Linked DNA regions of Drosophila melanogaster: all the other regions are linked to region 1. The links are chromatin contacts, called in public Hi-C and targeted proximity ligation maps. All regions are on one chromosome and are shown on one strand. The core of a region is the stretch at or near the end of the contact, and the rest is flanking DNA. Distances in the headings are between cores, read along the strand shown.

The links. Hi-C and Micro-C count contacts between places; a contact is called where the count stands out from the background.
Region 2: a contact with region 1 is called in a targeted proximity ligation map of the Kc167 cell line, with 4 times the contacts expected there. A contact is called at or near these places in 11 of 107 Hi-C or Micro-C datasets (the D17-c3 cell line, the Kc167 cell line, the ML-DmBG3-c2 cell line and 5 more) and 5 of 7 datasets of targeted methods (the Kc167 cell line and the S2 cell line).
Region 3: a Hi-C map of the Kc167 cell line shows a contact between it and region 1, with 2.6 times the contacts expected there. A contact is called at or near these places in 7 of 107 Hi-C or Micro-C datasets (the Kc167 cell line, the ML-DmBG3-c2 cell line, the S2 cell line and 2 more) and 3 of 7 datasets of targeted methods (all in the Kc167 cell line).

Annotation. Positions count from the first base shown.
Region 1 is chr3R:31,059,763-31,062,973 of dm6, forward strand. dco (discs overgrown) reads right to left here and starts at 1,448. Exons shown (of 4, transcript NM_001276203.1): 1 at 1,315-1,448; 2 at 613-702.
Region 2 is chr3R:30,887,316-30,890,526 of dm6, forward strand. It overlaps Sap-r (Saposin-related), which reads right to left and starts at 1,747. Exons shown (of 7, transcript NM_079858.4): 1 at 1,570-1,747; 2 at 1,346-1,424. The coding sequence starts at 1,618.
Region 3 is chr3R:31,195,267-31,198,477 of dm6, forward strand. It overlaps CG1544, which reads left to right and starts at 1,650. Exons shown (of 12, transcript NM_143592.2): 1 at 1,650-1,869. The coding sequence starts at 1,746. mesh (mesh,) reads right to left here and starts at 496. Exons shown (of 14, transcript NM_001170310.1): 1 at 451-496; 2 at 1-243. The coding sequence starts at 188.

The DNA of each region.
Region 1 (3,211 bases), core at 198-2,697:
GTGTTTGTTGTTGTTTTCGCCTTGGCTTTGATTTATTTAACCGAAATGTACCGTTTTTTATTTGTATCTCCCATGTTCTACACAGAAAGAAATCACTGTATAAGCACTGTAAGTCAAATTGAAATGTGGTATTAATTTTAGGAGCTTTAATTTGTTTACTGGAAGGCTAGCAGGGAAAACGCGGTCTTTCCTATTGGTAACTAAATATTTCCCAGGGTATCCAGCAGTTGTTTCGGACCAGCGGGTAAACACGAATTGATTACAATTGCAAAACAGCTGCACGTTGCGTTGGCGGCTGCCGAAAAGCTTCCGCAAAAAAACGCACTGGAGAACAAAGAAGATACAAAAAACAGTTGTTCCAGCAGGCGCCACAAAAGTAAAAAGCTTAAGTAAACAGGGAAGAGCAAATGGAAAAACCAAAAACCAGAGCAAAACCAACGGGGAAACCTCAGAAGGGGAAGGAAACTTGCAATTAATTGTCAAACGCTAATGGCCTCCGAAAACTAACGGCACTCCACGAATGCACTGCGAATAACGGGGCTGATAAGGAGCAGCCGATAGCGGGTGGAGAAGGGAAACTTGAACGCACAGTGGAACAAATTCCGCACTTACCGTGGCTTGTTTTTCTTATATTCCTTGTTTCCTATTCCGCTTTGCCCACTTCCTCTGCTGGCGACGCTGCTTTTCCTTCTTCTAATTCGACTGAAATCGAAATCGAATTTTTTAATTGGATTGATTCTGCCACAATAATTTTCATTTTCTTTGTTTTAGAGCCCAGACGTTGTTTTTGTTGTAGTTGCCACAGTCGCACACAAACACACGCACACAGTCGCACTTTTTGGGGCCACACGCAAGCGCATTTTATGCAATAATTTTAATAATACTGCATTGCTGCCATATTTCAGTTATTTTTATCGTTTATCTTCGAGTCGGTTATGCTGTTCTTCTCTGATTTTATGGCCACATTGATTAGCATCTTGTTGCCAATCAACTCGAGAAAATTAAACGAAACCAAACGGAACTCGGACTCTTATTAAAAAAACCAAACTTATGCGAGTCGTTTGCCCTGGCAATAGATTCGTGCACACTAGTCGTCCCGCCCGCACTCGCACGGTTTCTACCGCGAGCACGTTGCTATCCCTCCTGCTTCAGCATTTTCACACCAACACAAAGACGAGGGCACTCACTCACACACTCGCACTCTCAATGAGCACTGAAATGCTGTTGGGAAATTCGAGTTTTCCTGCGCGTGGTAACCGCCGCTTTTTCGCTCGCAAACGGGTCTGTCGATCCGAAACGCTACTGACCACTTACGTTTTGCATCAACGCTGCGCTTTCGTTTCAATTTTTCTGGCTATTTCACATAGATTTCGACGATTTTTTACAAATTTACGCCATCTTGATATTCGCAGTGTGACCGCGCCGATAATGAAGAAAATTACCATCTGGTATTTACTCCTCAGCGAATGTCTAGAAGATATGTAATTGTGAAAAACTGTGATTCATATACTAAGTTAAGATAGTCCAAAGTTGGTTTCGAAGTACCACATTAAGAAAATAGCGCAAGAGTATTGGAAAATCAAAAGAAAAACGAAATTATATCCTTGCAGCTAGCCATAAGTTCAAAGTTCGAGTAACTGGAAAGCTGTGAAATAGCCAAGTTGACAACGCTGTTTTTGTTATATGGGCACACTAGTTCTTACATAGACCCAGTGCTGCCAGATGGACGAAAAATATTTTTGAGCTGCGCCACCTAGCGGATGAGTTGGCGAAAGTGGTATCCAGGTGGCGCCCGAAACAAAAGGTGGCGCCTTATTTCAGAAATGCAATTGAAAATATCTAAAGTTATTGAAAGTTTTTGAATTATGCATTCAAAGGCCCATCTGCTTAATTTTATTTTCAAAGAGAATACAATAAACAATACAAAAAAAAAAAAATCATTCTGAAATGATATTTATACTAATATACAAATTTGATAACTCAATAATATGTAAATAAAATTTATGTCTTAATTTGCAATGTTCTTAAGAAAAGTTGTTAACTCTTTTTACAGGCTTGTGCTCCAAATTCTCGTGTAAATAGAAATTGAAAATGGATTTCATTGGCATGTCTTGCAGTTATAGGTAGCATGCCAATTTTGATGTTACACAGATGTATCGAAATACCTGAAACGTATACTTTTATTGCAGCAATACGAATAAAGCAAAACACGTGTGAATTCCATTAGTCCGCCCAACCGCTTTCCCCATTTACCCTCACATCGTGCATTTTCCGGCTGTGTAACCCAAGAAACGATGACATAAAAAAAGGAAGCAGATCCAGTTATGTATGCATATATGAGAAAATGTGTTTTTTTTTTTTTGGGAGTATGTGCCAAGGTGTGTTTCTTTTTAAGTGGGGGTAGGGTAGATAAGCAATCACTCGAAAATGATAACAAAAAAAGGGGTGAAAAGAGTGTAACGATTCGATATTGGGGCTGGCAATTTAAAATGAAATATAGACAAAATAAATCACATTAATTGCACTTGCCTACGATTTTAATTTTCCATTGCTGTATTTATATACATTAGCCAGAATGCATTTTTTTTATGCAACTATAGAAATCTCCATTTTCAATTTATTGGTGAATCGTTCAAGATCTTCGTAAAAACCCGCCTTTGTCTCCCATTGGCTGGGAAAAAGAGAAAACAAAGCAATCCAACGAGGCAATTGAAGATACAACAAGTAAAACGAGAAAACAACTCGTTTAACCGCTCACACACACACACTAATTCAAAGCATATCTTTCCCACTCACACACGCAAAGACGTGCGATCGCCGACGAATGAAAATCGTCGTTATTTCGACCGATGGTCAACTACCAACAAATAAATAACGAAAAAAGTAAACCAAATATGTAGGTGCGAAGCAATAAAAACCGAGCGAGACGCGTGTATGTAAATGATCCATTCAAAGAACACTGTAAAAAAGTATGCCACATTATTGGGATACTAAGACAATTTATTTCCTAATTTTGTTGTATTTTTTTTTAACACGCAATATAAACTTGTTTTTGATATTATTCTTTAAATAAAAATACGAATCAGACGACAGACTTAGCTGCCTCTGGTACTGGTTTTGAATAATATTTGAAAAACTTTAATCACTCATTTTTTTGCAGTGCCCTTTTGTATTTTTGCATATTTCCTGACTCTGCGCCTTGCTGCTTTTC
Region 2 (3,211 bases), core at 497-2,996, 170 kb before region 1:
GTAACCCTATATTTGTTCAATATAAATCGATTTGACTGATTCGAACGGAAAGTGCTAATTTCCATTAACATGAAGAGACGCCTGCGGTGGAATCGCCAGGAATACCAAACAAAAGCGTCTAAATAGCAAAAAATCAGCACTGATAAGCACGGAAATAAACAGTACATATGTATGAATGATATATCTGGACGTATCCACGTATATATTATTCACTTGGCTGCGCATTCACAGATATTGTTTTCTGAATTTTCAACAGCAATGGCGACGTTTTTAATTTTTGACACTCTGCAATTGAGAAACAAAGAAACGGTTAAGAGCCAGAAATGGCGGATTTTCCTGGCCATTTAAAAATAAATCAATCAATAAACAAAGGAATTACGACTAGCGATAAGCGATGGATGGGTGCTTAACAAATGTTTTCAGTTGCCTATTGATCGCTTTTACTCTATTAATGATGCAGTCCATGTAAATGTTTTCAAGTTTATCTTGGTGTAACATACATACATATGTACGTACAGTATAGCTTCTGTAAGGTGATCCTTTGTGGCCGCAATGTAATATCACTCCATTGAGGAATTTACAATTGTGAGTATGGCTAAGATAAGGGTTTCAAGTGCATTGTGATTGTGTTAAGGCTTAGAAGTTGCACTTTCGGATGTTCCCCTGTACTCATCATACGCCTGAGGGATTAGTCAGAATTCGTTGATAAGGAACAACTGTTGCCGCCTACAGCGAATTAACAATGATAAACAAAGCAATCATGTGGTTTGTTTGGCGGTGCACAGAAAAGGGAGCTGTGTCAAAACGATCTGCTCCTCTGGATTACTCATGCATATAATCGGTGTCGATAAAGTTGTGCCCCCTACGAGCGCTTAACTCTGCCGTCTAAATGTTCCGACTGGCGGTACTGTTAATTTGATTTGTACAGCGAATGTGCAGACAAAGGAAATCCAGAAATATGGGATATGAAGGCAGAGAGTATTGCGAAAAGTGCACTCAGAGAAAACATCGAGTCTGTAAAACAATACAACGCAAAATAAGGGGACGCAATTAGAGCGGCACTAGTGTTAAGTTTGCAATAACAGGGGTTATCGGCGAATAGAGCTATGTAGAGCAAAGTGATTCGATTCCCGATTCGAGTGATAGTCTTATCGGCCGAGAACAAAACAGAACAGACGAGTCTTCGCTGCAAACAATGGGCAAGTGAGGCGGAGAAGTAATATCGCTATTTGGAGGGGGGTTAAGAGAGGTTAGCTTTTCGCCTTCGAGAACTTTGTGGTGTTCGATGACCAAGCGATTTATCCGAATATACCGTTTATTGTATCACCCACTTTTTTGCACTCACCTGAAATTTCCGCACCAGTAGGAGGGTCCCCAGGTGCACTTGCTGGAGCCCAAAAGGGGCGTGGCAGCGGCGAAGACGCCTGCAAGAAAGCAAACAAACAAAGAGAGCAACGGTTGAGGAACAGAGTGCACAGCACGAATACGCAATAAGCTATGACTAAACTATTATTGTGGTTCCCTTTCAACGTCGCTTTTCGCACTTCTCTCCATCTCTTCTCCACTCACCAAAGGCGCAGCACAGTGCCAAAACGGCCAAGAGGCCTGCTCTCTCCATTTTCCCGGTTTTAACTGTACTTCTTAAATGTCGGCGGAGATAGTCCTCTATTTGCAGCTACGTATTTATTTCTGAACGAAAACTGAAGTGCAATTGCAACGATTGGTTCAATTTTTTATTTGTCTGTAGTGTGGCCGCCGTCTGTTTCGTCAAATATATACCGTAGCGATATAATAGTGCGACCAGTCAGCGATTGAATTATTGTTAAATTTATTTAACGATACTTATGGAGCAAGACTTGGATAATGCTTTTAGCATAAAACCAACCCAGTGTATACTTAGCAATCAGGGGGGAGCATGGACTCGAACCGCACTCTGTTAATAACAGAGATCTGTTTTTGCCTTTCAAAAAGCCATAAAAACCTCCGAGGAAGCTATCATAAAATGGGGTCAGCAAATCATTAAACTTAAAATGGTATAATAAACAATTAAGTAACCGATATGAAACTATTAGATTTGGGCCACCTTTCTATAGGGTGTTAAGTACATGGAGTACTTGAATACGTTGTCCTTCAAATTATAACTTCAATTATCGTAGAAGAAAATTATTGCTCCTAAAGTCGGAACAATTTATTAAATCACTCACTCAATCAACAAACAAAGCCTTCGCCACCCGCAAATGCCTCACAATGTATTTATAATCGATTGCAATCCGCAGATTTAATTACATATTGCCGCGACGAAACTATGACAATAACCATCAGCGATGTTCTTGAACTTAGCGCGGTTATTAATACGCCCCTTTTTGCCCAGCCCCATCGCTTAACCCCCCTTTGGCCAACTTGGCCAACTGTGCGACGTGAACTGGCAGGCACATGATTAAATTCTATTGTAATTGCGGGTTAATTGATGTGAGCCTGCCCAGATGTAAAGCTCGCAGGCATAAATGTTGGGGAAAATGCATCTCACTCGTAATGGCCGGCTAGTAGATTTTTCTCGCGATGCCTATCGGCGTGTAATTCTCGATTCCGAGGTGCGTATCAAGATCTGTGTGAGAATCGTCTGAAGATACATTCGCAAAGAATGCCAGACACATTCTCACAGCGATTGAAAGTCGAGGTCATCTGGTGGTGTTTGCCCAACGAAATGCCAAATGCAAGCGCCGATCCGGCCAATACGGCCATAACATGGCTATATCTGTGTCAAAACCAACGATTTGGCTGTTCAGGGGCTTAGAAGGAAACCTGAAACCTGTCGTGTTGACCGTGGATTGCAACGCCTGCCGTGCATTTCGGTTCTTTGACGGAGATTAACCCACTGAGACCTTGCTGAAATACTTGGTACTTAGAACCAAAAATTGTGGAAATATTAAATTGCACTCGATTAAATAGGAATTGAATTTAAGGTTTATGTGACCTTAGGCGAGGTACCATGGGGTAGTAGAGGGTTAATTGCAGCCAGACACTGCACTTGACACTTGAAGTCTGGCTGCGAGATTGATATTATGGCAATTGAGTGGACCGCCGCCAAAGAACAAGTAATCAAGTTCAGCAGTGAAGGAAATTTAGGCAATTAACACGCTTATAAGTGAAGCAGTAAATCATTGGACTAACGTTTAATTTCGGAGTTTCAAGAGCGAGATAATTTTCTGCT
Region 3 (3,211 bases), core at 400-2,899, 140 kb after region 1:
GGAGCGGGCGTGGCCTTTGGAACCTCAACGAATTCCGCCTGAGCTTTGGGCTTAGTCACCTTGACCGGCTCCGGAACTGCATTGATTATTTGATCCTCGAACTCCTCCGTCGATATATTCTCGTTAGCCAGGACAAAGGCCATAAACCCGCAGGCCAGCGCACAAACCACAAACAGTTTGAAACGCATGTTCACTTGATTTCGATTTGTCACTTAATTGGTAATTCGTTTTTTCGTTTCACTGCTAAAAGAAAAACACAAAGGCATCAATTAGGCATCCACAATAAAAGTATCACTCAATAAGCACTCAATTCATGCGAATTTGTACACTATTTTTCCTCTGATATCCTCATTTTCTAACAATTTTCACTTGATGACATCATCAGTTAAGGCAATGGCTTATCAGTTCTCTTATCACTTGTCACCAATTTTCAATTTTAACTTTAATTACCAGGCAGGAAAACACGTTCGTTGCAGCGAGCCGCTCAGCTAAGACTGAAGTTAAGTTAACTCTAACGGCCCGATCGGGGCGTTGCCAAAACTCAGTTCACCTGTCGCCGTCTACTCGATTGTGAAACATTGCCTTATCGGCCAGATAAAGCTAGGCATATCTTATCAATGGAATACTACGCACCGATAACGCATTCCTTCTTCGGCCCGCTTGGCTTTTTCGGGAAGCTTCACTCTCTTCTCTGTGCTCCAAATTTACCAACCTATTTGTTTATGCCCATTCGTGGGACCGTTACCTATATTTCTCTCTGTTGACAATGGTCTCTGGCAGATTTGTGATTCACTTCCATTACAGTTAATCATACTCATGACGCGGCCATTTTGTGAAAAGCTGAATGGGCTGTAAAGCCTAAACATGTATGTGTGTGATGCGAAATTGATGAGAGCACGCTTCCGGTTTAATTATAGACAATGACCCATTACCGACCATTAATAGGCATTTCCGATGAAGCTTTAGAGTTATGAATATCAGCCGCCCGTAAAAAAGCCTACTGATGGATTTCATTAGGACATGAAAGTGTCATGGTCCTCATTAATGAAGAAATCAAGTGCAGAGTGGGGAACTCCAAATTAATAAAATCAAAGCGTTTTGAGGATCAACTTGTGTGACTAAAAGGGTATTATAAAACAATAATGCAGATAAACATTGCTATAATAAAAATCGAAGGATAAGATATATTTTTATAGTGGTTATTGTTAGGGGAAAATTGGTGTTGAAAATGTACCCCATATATCTTTTAAACAAACGACAGCATAATTATGTATAAAATATATATATAAATATAAAAATGTTTTTAACTATGGTACAGTTCATTTCAATATATTCCTGAGCATATGTATGACTAATTTAATGGATACAACTCTTCCCTCTCTCAAAGGCAATCCATTATTGGCCAACGAACCTGTTGCATTATCAGCTTTAGTTAACTGATAAGAAACTATTTTGAAATTCATTATCATCTCATACATGTGTTTAACAAGCGCTCTGTTAATTAACAGCGATCATATCACACCACCAGCCCAAAAGTAGGCACTACTTTTCGGAGGGATTTGTTCTCTCCCGGTTTATTTCCCAGCTTATCAGCAATTTAGTTTATTTGGAATATGGGGGTCCCGGCTTCAAACAAAAGTGAATTGCCCTTAGTTCTGGGTCGAACGGCGGCGAGAAGAGACCGCGATTTCGCTGCGAACTTATCAGGTGATCCGGCATACACGCCTCGTTTTTAATCCATCAGCATGCTGCGTTATCTGGCGCTTTCGGAGGCGGGAATCGCAAAACTGCCACGCCCACAATCGCGGTGCTATCACAGCGAAAAGGGCGTTTGGGGCTATAAGCCGATTGCCCAGCGTGAATTTCAAGGTACGGTTGTAAACAAGTGTGTTGCCAAGACTTCAATAAAAACCTCATCCGTCGAGATAACCATCGCATCGATAAGAGTCTTTCGGGATCAAACATTCATATGAATGGGCAGTGGAAATCTACCCAAGCAAAAAGAAAAACCGACGAAGTGACATTGTGTGCGTGTGTGTGCGTTCGTGTCGGATTTTCCAGCCGGCTATTTATCAGCGGAATTCAAGCAGCTGACCCACAACAATCCCCGCAGAAACTGCAATAAAACAACAGCCTGAACAAGAGATCAAGTGCAAATTGCTGTGGGTGAATTCGAAAACCAGTTTAAAGAAGATATATCATTTGTATACCCTGTAATCGGAGGGTATATACGGGAATACGTATGGATACCTAGGATTATTTTCACTAACTTCAGGTTTAACTTAATTTCGCAAAATATTTTTTAAATTGAAGTTCATTGTTTATGCCTCTCATACTATCGAGAAAGAACAGCTCCTGTTGACTGGTGGAATATTTTTTATGGTTTTAATGTTACCGTCTTTCCTGTTACCTACCCAAGCTAATCTCCACGTTCTCAGCTTATCACATGTTTTCACTCTGAAATCTGATAAACCCGAAATATATGGCGCTACACCCAGTACCCCGAATTTATAATTAGAATGAGGAGATTGTGGCAGACCCCCCGTGCAGTGCACTAATTAAGTGAAGAGAGGCGGATGTCCAGTGCAGAGATACTATATCTTTTCCCAAAACGCACGGCAGGGAGTCCAAAAAGGACCCGGCTAAATATCAAAGCCCGGCAAACAAAGGACCCCAAAACGGGAGCTTCTTTGTGCTTGTCCTGCATCCGTTGCGTACACAATTGGGGCTTATCGACACCATGGCCAACAGACACCAGTCACCAGTTGGTAGTTGGTAGTTGGATAGTCTGCCAGGAGCCTTTGACTGGGCACCAGAGGAAAGCCTTCAACGCTTGACCATGTGACATCAGGCGCCTAGGATGATGCACATAGAGAAAATCAAGTCTAGGATTTACTCAGGCTTTGGAAAAGTATGTTAGATATTCTAAAGCAAACCCAATTGACCAGTATTTTGAATTATGGTAAAGCGTACTAAAACTGACTTTAAGCGTTAGTTTTGCCTCAGTGTAGTATCGGTATAATTCGCCTTGTTTGCCGTTCGTCCTTTGGCTGCATTTCTGTCAGGGCAATCATTATCCTTGGCAAAGGACGCGCCGCTGTGCTCCAATAATATTTACACGCTCAAGCTGAAATGTTGTCACCGCAAATACAATTCATCATACACCCTGTGCTCCTGTCCAAGCGACCTACTCTTTAACATTAAATTGATT